Linked DNA regions of Mus musculus: region 1 is linked to region 2. A link is a contact called in public Micro-C data. All regions are on one chromosome and are shown on one strand. The core of a region is the stretch at or near the end of the contact, and the rest is flanking DNA. Distances in the headings are between cores, read along the strand shown.

Region 1 (5,416 bases), core at 2,343-4,842, 140 kb before region 2:
CCCATTGCTGCTGTGCCTTATAACGGAGTGTTCCCCTGACTGGCACAGTTCCCATCCGCTGCCCTGGCCAGCTTGAACTGCTCGAATGCAGGCTGAAGCGGGTTTCAAGTGACTTCCACTTCAGTTGCCCCTTATCTGGAAAGCCGAACAGTATTACTCCTGTCAGAGGTTTCGGACTGAGAGAAAATGCACAATGGACCTGGGCAGAGCGACTGGCATTTGACAGACAGGACTCCAAACAATGTCTGCAAGGTGCAAACGACTTCTGAAGTCCCTTTCAAAGTGAAAGCTCAAAACGGCGGACTGGCCTTTGCTTTGGGAAGCCTTGGTGGGGGTGGTGGTGGGGTGGTGGTGCATGTGGCCTTCGGGTGTGGAAGAAGCTCATTGCTCCCTGACTGACTTCCTGTGGTGCCTGAGTCCTCAGAGACTCCCCACTGCCCTCCACCTGTGAAGCAACTCCATGTCCCAGATCACTGTCCTTTCTCAGGATATGCATGCTCCAGCTTAACTGACCAGGGCTAGGGGTGGGGAGCTGTGTGGCTGCCACACTGCACCATCTTAGCATGCAGACCTGAGATTACAGACGTCTCAATATTTTGCTAACCAGTCCCAGCATGAGACTATATGCTGTTGAATAAAGTGCCTAACCACCTGCTATCTCTGCTTCTTGTTCATACGTGGCATGCACAACTACATCTCTACAGTGGCTTTCCACGAATGCTGAATATGCATGACTGTTCTTCAGAAACATCTTCTTCATTTCAATAATGATAAGCCCTGCTCTGCCTCTGAGGTAGAAATATATATATATATATATATATATATATATATATATATATATATATATGCAATTCATTAACTTAGTTTATAGCAAGAGAAGGCCTGGCTAATCAACCTCATCTAAATTATACTAAAAGTGTGTCATTATCTGGTAAGATGAGAAGAAAGAATGCAGAAATAATTTCACAGCAAAATGGCAGGGCAGCACATTGAAAGCATCTTCAGCTGCAAGCTCATTCCCGAGCCTGCCTGTCAAGGCTTGCTCCTGAATGTCCACACGATTCTCTACAGCTCGGTGAACCGGGCCATGAAGATGCCTGGCGCTAATGTCTGATTTTCACCCTCAGTGTATCCATCCTCATGAACATGTCAGATTGCATCTGATGCTGCAGCCGTGGTGGCCGACGTTCCAGTGGGCAGTAGAGAGAGCGGTGAGGCTGAGAGGGGTGTACAGACAGCTGACAGGAAGACAGATCTGATTCCCTCCAGGGAACCTGTGCTCACAGCCAGGGATTCAGGGAGATGAGCATGCAGATTCCACGGGAAGACCTGGAAGATACCATCTCCATGAACGTTACAAGAGGTTCCAGTTGGCTGAATTATTCTTAGATCTTCCATTACAGTTTATAAGCATGGATGTTGGGTAATCTGGCCATTTTGGCCAGAAGTCCTAGTCTAGCCCACAGTGACCATCTCAACCGGTCTCACCCTGGTGGGTGCCTCCCCTGGGTGCAGTACAGTTGTTCTGCATCCTTATCAACAGATTTGGGGGGGCGGATTTTTTTTTGAGACAGGGTTTCTCTGTTGTAACCCTGGCTCTCCTGTAACTCACTCTGTAGACCAGGCTGGCCTCGAACTCAGAAATCCACCTGCCTCTGCCTCCCAAGTGCTGGGATTAAAGGCATGCACTACCACACCCGGCTATCAACAGATCTTGATCATGACTTATAGATTATGGCTCTACAGAAGAACATTGTGGGCACCCGGCAGTGCCATCCCCTAGGCTTCCAAGTTTCCTTTTCCTTATAAAGTGCCTTCCACGAGGAAGCTCTGTAGGCCCCACTTTTAATGTTTGTTTTGGAATAATCTTGAGCCAAGTTTCTTTTTTTTTTTTGAACTAGAAGGGCTAAGTTCTGAAATTCACGAGGGCTGTTTTGTTGGACTAGGGCATTCACACAGGGGTAGTACTGCAAAGAGGGTATGGTGGTTTAAGTAGGAATGCCTCCTAAAGACTCATGTACTTGAATGCTTGGCCCATAGGGAATGACACTATTAGGAGGTGTAGCCTTGTTGGAGTAAGGAAGTGTGTCACTGTGAGAGGAGGCTTTGAGGTCTCATATGCTAAAGTTAGGCCCAGTGTGGAACACAGTCTCCTTCTACTGCCTGCGTATTGAGATACTGAACTTGCAGCTCCTTCTACAGCATCATACCTGCCTGCACGCTGCCATGATGACAATGGACTTAACCTCCGAAACTGTAAGCCGCCCTCAATTAAATGTGTCCTTTATACCAGTTGCCATGGCCGTAGCGTCTTTTCACAGCAATAAAACACTGACTAAGATAGAACCATTGGTAAGTCATTCCTTTTGTTGAGCTAGTTCACTGTTGTTCACATGCTCCTGGTCCCCCAGATACCTGGCAGAGCACCCTAGATCCTTTTTCCTTCTTCTCAGCAGCCATCTCTGGTTGCTATCTCAGTTAGTTTCAGGACCAACCACTTTTTTCTTCCATTCGTATCTGCCATCCCCATCAGCCCAGAGTCCCTTCCCAGAGAGCATTGAAATTTCCAAGTCACACTCACCCATAGGCCAGCACAAGGAGACCAATTGTTTTCAAGGATCCCAAGCCCAAACCCTGAGATCTCGGTGGCTTAGCATTCAGGAGAAGCAGGGCACAGTATAAGCCACACACATCTCTGCATAGAAGCTGGAAAATCCCCACTTGGGAGAGCATATATACCCACTGGAGTCTTGGATGCTTCTAGGCCTCTTCTTGGTGCCCACAAAAGCTCTAGAGAAACATTTCTTAAAGCTGATGGCCCCATTGCAAAATTCCAGTTCTTCATACAGTCCAACTCCTTTAGCTGTTCAAGAGGTTTTAAATGAACCAAAGACACCCCCTTCAAAGATTTCCATAAGGCAGCTGTGCTTGTTAAAGACCCTGCTGCTGCCCTGGCTGGTCACAGAGTGTTGTTACCAGACACAATGGAGAGCTAGTATGTATTTCCTCTTAATTGAAACATTCTTTCCTAAAAGAAAGAGGGATTCTCAAAAAGGGAAAAGAAATAAAGGGGAAAAAAAAAGGGAAGATGCAATGCCTATGGAATAAACGAAACTTACAAGGCACAGGAATATCCTCAAAGTTACAGGATTCACAAGGTCCAATCTCAGAGTTTTAGAAATAGTAACAGTTGTTGAGGAGAAGGAGCTCTCATTGTCTGAGCTTCCTGCAACTTGTACAAAGAACTCCAGATATGCAGCTTTTGTGACTCAGGCCCCATGCTACTGAGATTTCAGATGACAGAGATGCCTTTGAGTGACCCAAGTTTCTGTAATGAGCCCCAATAACCTCGGCAATTTACTAATCTAGCCATCTCTTTAGCCTGTCACTGATGCCCTATCTGGAGCCAAATGAGCCACACTTCTGAAGGGTATTGGGTGAAAGGCCACACTTGCTGGGGTATGAGAGCACAGACATGCTCATCAAGTGTATGAATTGGGGGACATACTGAAGAAGGCAATGGTGGGGACACACTGGAACCCCTCCACCCCCAAGTCTGTGGCCCAAGAAGGCAGTGGTCAGCATGAGTCACAGACAAGTCAGCCCTGTGGACCCCGGCAGTGGCGGGGTTTCCAGGGCACCCAGTGAGTCAGATGTTGCTTCATGCATCATCTGAAAATTAACTACCTTCAAAAATAACACCCAGCAGAACCTCATCTGCTGCTCGCTTTGCCTATAAGATTTTTCAGAAAAGCCATTTCCACTGGGTAGAATCAGAAGCATCTTTCTCATTTCAACCCAAGGCTGCAGCCTTGATCAGTGGCCAGTCTCATTTGCGCAATGTCACTACACGTCAGCATGCGAGCGGACGATGAAAACCAACTCTGAAAGGCACCTTCCCTTGGCGCTTTATTTTGTTATCTTGCTATTTTGTTAATGTGAGCTCTACTTGGAAAAATTATTTGTAGATGATTTAGTGGACCAGTCAAATGAACTGTTAATTTTTTCCTTTTTACGTATTTGCTTAAAAACTATTTTCTTTCTAGGTTTAAGTTGTTGCTTAATGCAAAATATGTGTATATATATTCTGAAAGTCTTTGCACAGTTGCTGCTATGTAAAAAACATGATCCTGAGCAACAAAACGAATCCTCTCTGTCCCAGATGTCCCCATCATCCACCCTCTAGGACTTATGAGGAAACATGAGCAAATTCATTTTTGAAGCTATGAGCAAAGAAAGGCAGCTTTTATGTCATTAAAGGTGACACCTAGACGTGGGGCATGGTCCCTGAAGCCAACTGCTGGGCCCAATTCTCTACATTGTCATCATGTCCTGGTGGGATCGCAATACATATCTGATAGCATGGTGGTGAGCACTAATATACGTAAAACAGCTAAAGCAGGAACAAGGCTCTTAAGAAAATTAGAGTTATGCTAGTGTAGCTCAATTTTTAGATAAGCAACCGAGATCCTTCATAATAAATCTTACTGGGATAAATAATTATAACATTCCTAACTTCTATCTGAAGAAAGGATTCCACATTAAAATTCTGGTTGCAGTTCATATGACTGTATTGCAAAGCACAGACACCAACAAATCAACAGCCAGCACGAACTACAGGAAGCCACTGATGAGATTCCTGGGAAAGGATCACCCTGACAGCAAGTGTTTTTGTTGGTGGTGGTAGTGGTGGTGGGTTTTTTTCTGCTGCTCTGCTAACCAAGGCTTGATAACAAGAATGATATGGGAGACAGAAACTGGCAACTTATCAAAATGAACGAGAATTCCACTGCCAACTGTTTCAAAAATCAAAACAACAGGCAACTTTTCTTTTCTTGGTGAGTTAGTTCTACCAAGCAGCAGCTGCTCACTGTCTTTTAGGGATGGGCCCAACTTTCCTAAATCTGTTTGCAGTTCAGCAGCAGCTGCTGGTTTTTGGCCCCTTGCAAGACAACCCTGCTGTTTTGTTTCTGTTTTTGTTTTTGTTTTGTTTTTTCAGGATAAAACATTCCCATGTATAAGTACGTAGAAGCTGTTTCACCATCAAAAAGACCATTTTCAGCAGAAGACAGCCGTATTCTGCCACTTCTCATAGTACATGTCCTTCTCTGCGTGACCTGATGCTGAATTGGTTTAGGAAGCCCCATTAGGTCTGGAATGGATTTCATCTTGACTTTGATTGGCTCTGAGACCTGTGGTCTCTTTCTTTTAAAGGTCACTGAGAAAATCCTCTTGGATCCTTTGGGCTCTGTGGTCTGAACACTACTCATTTGCTCCAATTCAATTCCTTTGTGATACTATTTTCTTTGTGTGCCCTACGGAACCCGTCTGGTCTAGTTTCCCTGGTTCCATCCAGACAATCTAATGCAATTATGTGTTTCCAGAGATTAATTTCTATGACTTGCATGTGACTGAA
Region 2 (4,978 bases), core at 2,131-4,630:
CAGGCACTCTCTGTAGACATGAGCTAAGTAAGTCGCTGTCCCAATGAAAAACTCAACATGCTAACTGAAGCTGCCACTCAAACTCAAGGAGCTGCACATTCTTCCTAAAATAAGGGTGCTATAACAGCTTCTTGCATGGGGTTTATAACTGCCCAAGATTTTTGTTTCCCAGTACCTAAGAAGCTACCCAGACTTGGAGAAAAATGGGGAAATGATAAATTCACTCTAATTGTATTATTCAAGTGCAAAATCAGCCTGACTATTTTAAAGAGTAATATGAGGTCACCTCTCCATGTTTATTCCAGGTGAGTCACTCAGCAGCAATGTTTAACCTACATCAGAACTGCAGCAACCATCCTCAGTGTATATCTGATGATAATCGGGATCCATCTTAGATTCTACTCCACGGCCCCTAACCAGACATTCTCAGAGAGTCTTAGGTAGAAATCACACTCTGCTCAGGGTTCGCTGTGCACTTGCTCAGAACGGCCCTTATCTCATGTGCTCTCTCTTCTACTGCGAGTATACCTCACCACGGTAGAGGGGAGGAGAAAGTCTGGGGGGCAGCACATTCACTCTGGGGTCTCTCTAGTGAAGGTCCTCTCCTTAAGTTTTTAGCATATAGTTATGTCAAGATATAGGTTTGGATGGCATCTAATAATCCATGGGATGCCAATGGAGAAGAGTTGCAGGAAAGAAATCTGCAGTGCGCTGGCAAACAGCTGCCCTGCTCTCGATGAGGTGACGTTCCACTCAGGGCACAGAAACAGCAGTGTGTTTGCTGTACACGGCTCCTTGGGAATCTCACAGTTCTACTGAGGAGTAACTCTCAGAACTGGAATGCATTCATGATACATGGTGTGACACTGTTCCACACATGTCTACAGCGGGGAATTATAGCCATGAATGACATAATCAGCACATCTGTTTGTCATGCCACCTAGGGCTTTCCCATGCATGTGTGTTATGATAACACAGAAGGTTCCCTCTTCTAGACTCTACATACACAGTCCTGTGATGTCAGCCTCTATCATAGCAAGGAGGATTCGACCCCTAGAACAGACTAACCACTACAGGTTATCTTCTCTAACCAACAAGCACCCCCATTTCTCTAACTCAACCCTGATGGTCACCATTCCACTATCAACTTCAAAAAGTCAACTTTTTAACCTTTCACACTGTCACAGCTTAGACCTGGACTATACCCCTGGGCTCATGTGTTGAAGACTCGCGTCCCAGTGCAGTGGTGTTCTAGGTGAGCCCTTTGAGAACTAACTGATGTAGGTTCTGGCCTCATGGAAAGAAACCATGGCTAAATAGGCTACAGGGAGGTAGCAGAATCTCCAGCATGATGGGGACATGTCACTGGAGGGCCATCATATCCTAAAAGACCCTTTCTCTCACATGGTTCAGAGGGTGCCATGGTGTGAGCAGCTTTCAAAGGACCACACCCTCCTGCCCTGATGCTCTACCTTGCCACAGAAACAACTGGACTGTGTGACCCTGGAGTGAGGCCTCTGAAGCCATGGGCCCAAACACATCTATTTGTAAGTCAGCTGTGATTTGTTACACCCAGGTAAAGGCCAAACTCAAGAGCATACAATACTTCTTTTCTGTGCCTGACTTGTCTAACTGAACAAACTGTCCATCCAAGATGTTATAAACAACTGAATTTCACCTTATCTATGCTGAATAGTACCTCTGTCTGTCTTTCTCTCACTGTCTTTCTTCTTCTTTCCTCCTTTTACACACACACACAGAGAGAGACAGACAGACAGGCAGACAGACAGGCAGAGAGACAGAGACCCCCTAGAAAAGTCATTGCTCTGCGAGACATAGGTAAAATGTTTTTATGGCTATACATTAAAGGAATAGCAAATGATAAAGGAGATGAAAAGAATCCAGTCATCTCTCTCCTTCCACACCCTACTGATTCAGAGCAAACCCATCTAGAATCTACAGAACCTACTTGGTCATCAAAGGTCATGATTTGGGGATCATCTTTCTGAACCAAGAAATCTATAATACTCATCACAGCAAGCTTATCTACAACTCTATTCCCACAGCTCACCCACTGCAGATGGTCCTTAGGCTAAGAAGTGCCCTGTTCATATCCGTTTTCCCTACACCTAAAATGATACCCAATAAACAGACTTGGCATAAAGAACGGAAGCTGGCTGATCACTGGTAATAAAGAAATGTATAATGAAATGAATCATGGGAGCTACTGAGCCCCATCACTTCTCAGTCTTTATTCTGATCACTGAGACTGTCAAACTGCTTTGACACGGAGGCCCTGTGCCCCATTTTGTGGAGCAGGTCTTAGGATTCAGTGACATTCCCCCCACCCCCAGGTCTTCAGGTAATAAAGGGGGAAGGCTGGATTCTAACCAAGCTTATTCAACTCATCTGCTATGTTTGCTGAAGTAAGATGGAGGTAGTCACCATCCTAACATGGAGGGAGAAGGGGCTCAGGAGCTGCTGATCCTCAATGGATGAACTATGGACAATTGATAGGCTCTTGGGAGGAAGAGTTGGTTTTCTTTAAGGGTAAGGCTCCTGGTAGATTGGGTACCCTCTGGTGGGTGGCCTCATATCCAGTATACAGACAATCAAGTTAAAAATCAATGAGAATGGGGGGAGGAGAGAGAGAGAAAGAGACTAAAAAGCCCAACAAACCTCAAAACAAAGGCTTTCCTCTATAGACACACATACAAGCAGTTACCAAATGTTAAGGTCAAAAAATGTTAAAAATAAGAACAGAAAGCCAGAGAGGTTATATTTTATGGAGTCTCATTCCTAGTTAAGGCAAAGTTGGAACACTGGTTCCCAGCTGCTGGTGCAACTCTTTGCACTACATGTGGAACTTGTGATTGCTCCAGGGAAGGTGATGGTTTCTGACAGGAGTCCAGGCAGAGAGAAGAGGCATCAGAAGTGATTTTACAATGGAACCAGTGTCTGCACCACCAAGTCCATAGTGCCTTGGTGACCAATGTCACCAAGTGCCTTTGGTGGCTTTCTCTCCTTAACAATCTACTTTCCTTCCAGTTTCCAGAAATTTCTCAGTGAACCTATCTAAGAAGACTCTGGGTTCTCCTTGAATCATGTCACGTTTGCTTATCTGCTAAAGAATTGTACATTCTAGTATAGTTAAGGACCATTCTAAACATGGCTCCCCTTTGGTGCAGTCACCAAAGGGTCCTGGTATCTGTTTTCTCTGCACCAATGAAGAGGGGAAGAAATATTTAGCTCAGATTTTAGAAAACCAGCCATCGATTTGATTTGCCTTTGGAACTCCAAGCCCACCATGCAGGCATCATGCCACACACCACAGGCACCTTCCTGTGCCTGACTCACAGGGCCAGCATTTGCCAGCCTTTGTCAGTTGCTCACTTACTTCTAAACTCATAACCCAAGCTCTGAGTCATTAGATCACAAGATCAGCCCTGGGGGAGGGGAATCCAATAATTCTGTGATGGGCTTGTCTCCTTCCAAGGTCGTCCTCCACAGAGAGATACCCTCAATCATGCAACACTCTGATCACTGCTAATGAAATGGAGCAATTGGAGAGAAAGCAACACGGTAAATCCACATCCACAGCAACATAGGACCCTGGGGAGGAGGGGTCCTCCTGTCAGCCATCATATGAGAAGAGAAAAGGTGTCTGAAACCCAAGTTCATAACCATAAACACGGCAGCGAGGATAGCTCATAAGAGATAGACCTGGTCACACCATCTGTCCTTTCAAATGCCATTACAACTGCTTTGTTCCCTGTGGAATAGCTTCTGGCACGTTCCATGGACATGGTGGCAATTTCACGCAGGCTGTGATTTCCTTGAGGTTAGAATGCCCGCCATCTTCTCTTTTCCTTGCAGTTTCTTGTGCACACAACAGAGCTGTGAGAACACAGTCTTTGGGAGAGTCAGGAGCATCTACACTCAGGCAGAAGACAAAGACAGGGGCCCCAAAGGATACAGAGACATGGGGTAGAATGTAACTCAAGAGGTTGCTTCTCCCAAGCTCTGAAGCCCTACTGTTTAAATGGGGGCTGTTGCCCTAGTCTCCTGTCTTCTCCAAGAAGGTCTCAGACAAGTGATCAATGCAAGTCTCCCTGAAGTCACATGAGAGGTAGGGCTGGGGTTCCCACAGGACTGTGGGAAGCTGCCAAGGGTACCCATAACATGAATGCTTTCTTGATTTTCAAAGAGTCCTGGCACCCGCTACAGTGTCTGCCAATGGGAAACATAAGGTATTCAGCTGACCAACGAAAGGGAAATGAGTTATAAGCTGAAAACACTCAACTTCCTCTGGCATCTCAGTCTCAGGTGCACTGAAGTTCTAGATGTTTCTGAGACCTGAAGAGCCCAGGATTCCTTCAAGGGTGTTAGCTAAGCCAATCAGCAAAGTCATGCTCAGTCGGAAGAGCTTCATGCATCCCCTAGGATGTCAAGGACCATGACTGGGTTCCTTCCAAAGTGGCCACCTCTGACACAAGAGACAGATGTCATATCCTGCACTGAACTTCTCTCGAGGGACACTGTGTTGTGCATTGTTTTGGAGCTGGTCATGAATTACTGGGAGTTTCTCTAATACTTATTCTTTATTGTTCAGTGCATCGATTCTGAACATATTTCCTAAATGGAATTCAAAATTGCAGCAATCAGACATAGTAATATCAACAAGAAAATGGACGGTACTGCAACTGCAGCCATACCCATCCTGAGACCCGGTACTCAGCTCACCCAGGGGTTGTAATGTTCCTGAGCAAACGGAAGGAAAAACAGCCTTCATGCCAGCTGACTGTCTACATCTCAGCTACTGGATATTATTTATAAAAAGGAAGAAACTCAAAAATTAGGGCTCATTTGTGCATTTACATCATTCAGCATAAATGCATAATTGTCCCAGTCTCAGACACCAGATGGTATGTGCAATTCATTCGTGCTTTTGCTTTATCTTATCACATTTAATCTGTGG

Evidence for each region. Hi-C and Micro-C count contacts between places; a contact is called where the count stands out from the background.
Region 1: a contact with region 2 is called in a Micro-C map of muscle stem cells, with 4 times the contacts expected there. The contact joins two enhancer-like sites. A contact is called at or near these places in 3 of 484 Hi-C or Micro-C datasets (embryonic stem cells, muscle stem cells and nephron progenitors).

The regions. Positions count from the first base shown.
Region 1 is chr8:14,678,532-14,683,947 of GRCm38.p6, reverse strand. The region is part of intron 4 of Dlgap2 (DLG associated protein 2); the gene reads right to left. Among named protein-coding and RNA genes, the nearest start is that of C030037F17Rik, 85 kb to the left of the region's middle. Within about 2 kb of position 3,592, at least 19 of the 459 cell types and tissues checked have an H3K27ac peak or open chromatin away from gene starts, as enhancers often do. A contact at or near this core is called in muscle stem cells, where this site is marked.
Region 2 is chr8:14,538,258-14,543,235 of GRCm38.p6, reverse strand. All of the region lies in intron 4 of Dlgap2 (DLG associated protein 2), which reads right to left. Among named protein-coding and RNA genes, the nearest start is that of C030037F17Rik, 230 kb to the left of the region's middle. Within about 2 kb of position 3,380, at least 18 of the 459 cell types and tissues checked have an H3K27ac peak or open chromatin away from gene starts, as enhancers often do. A contact at or near this core is called in muscle stem cells, where this site is marked.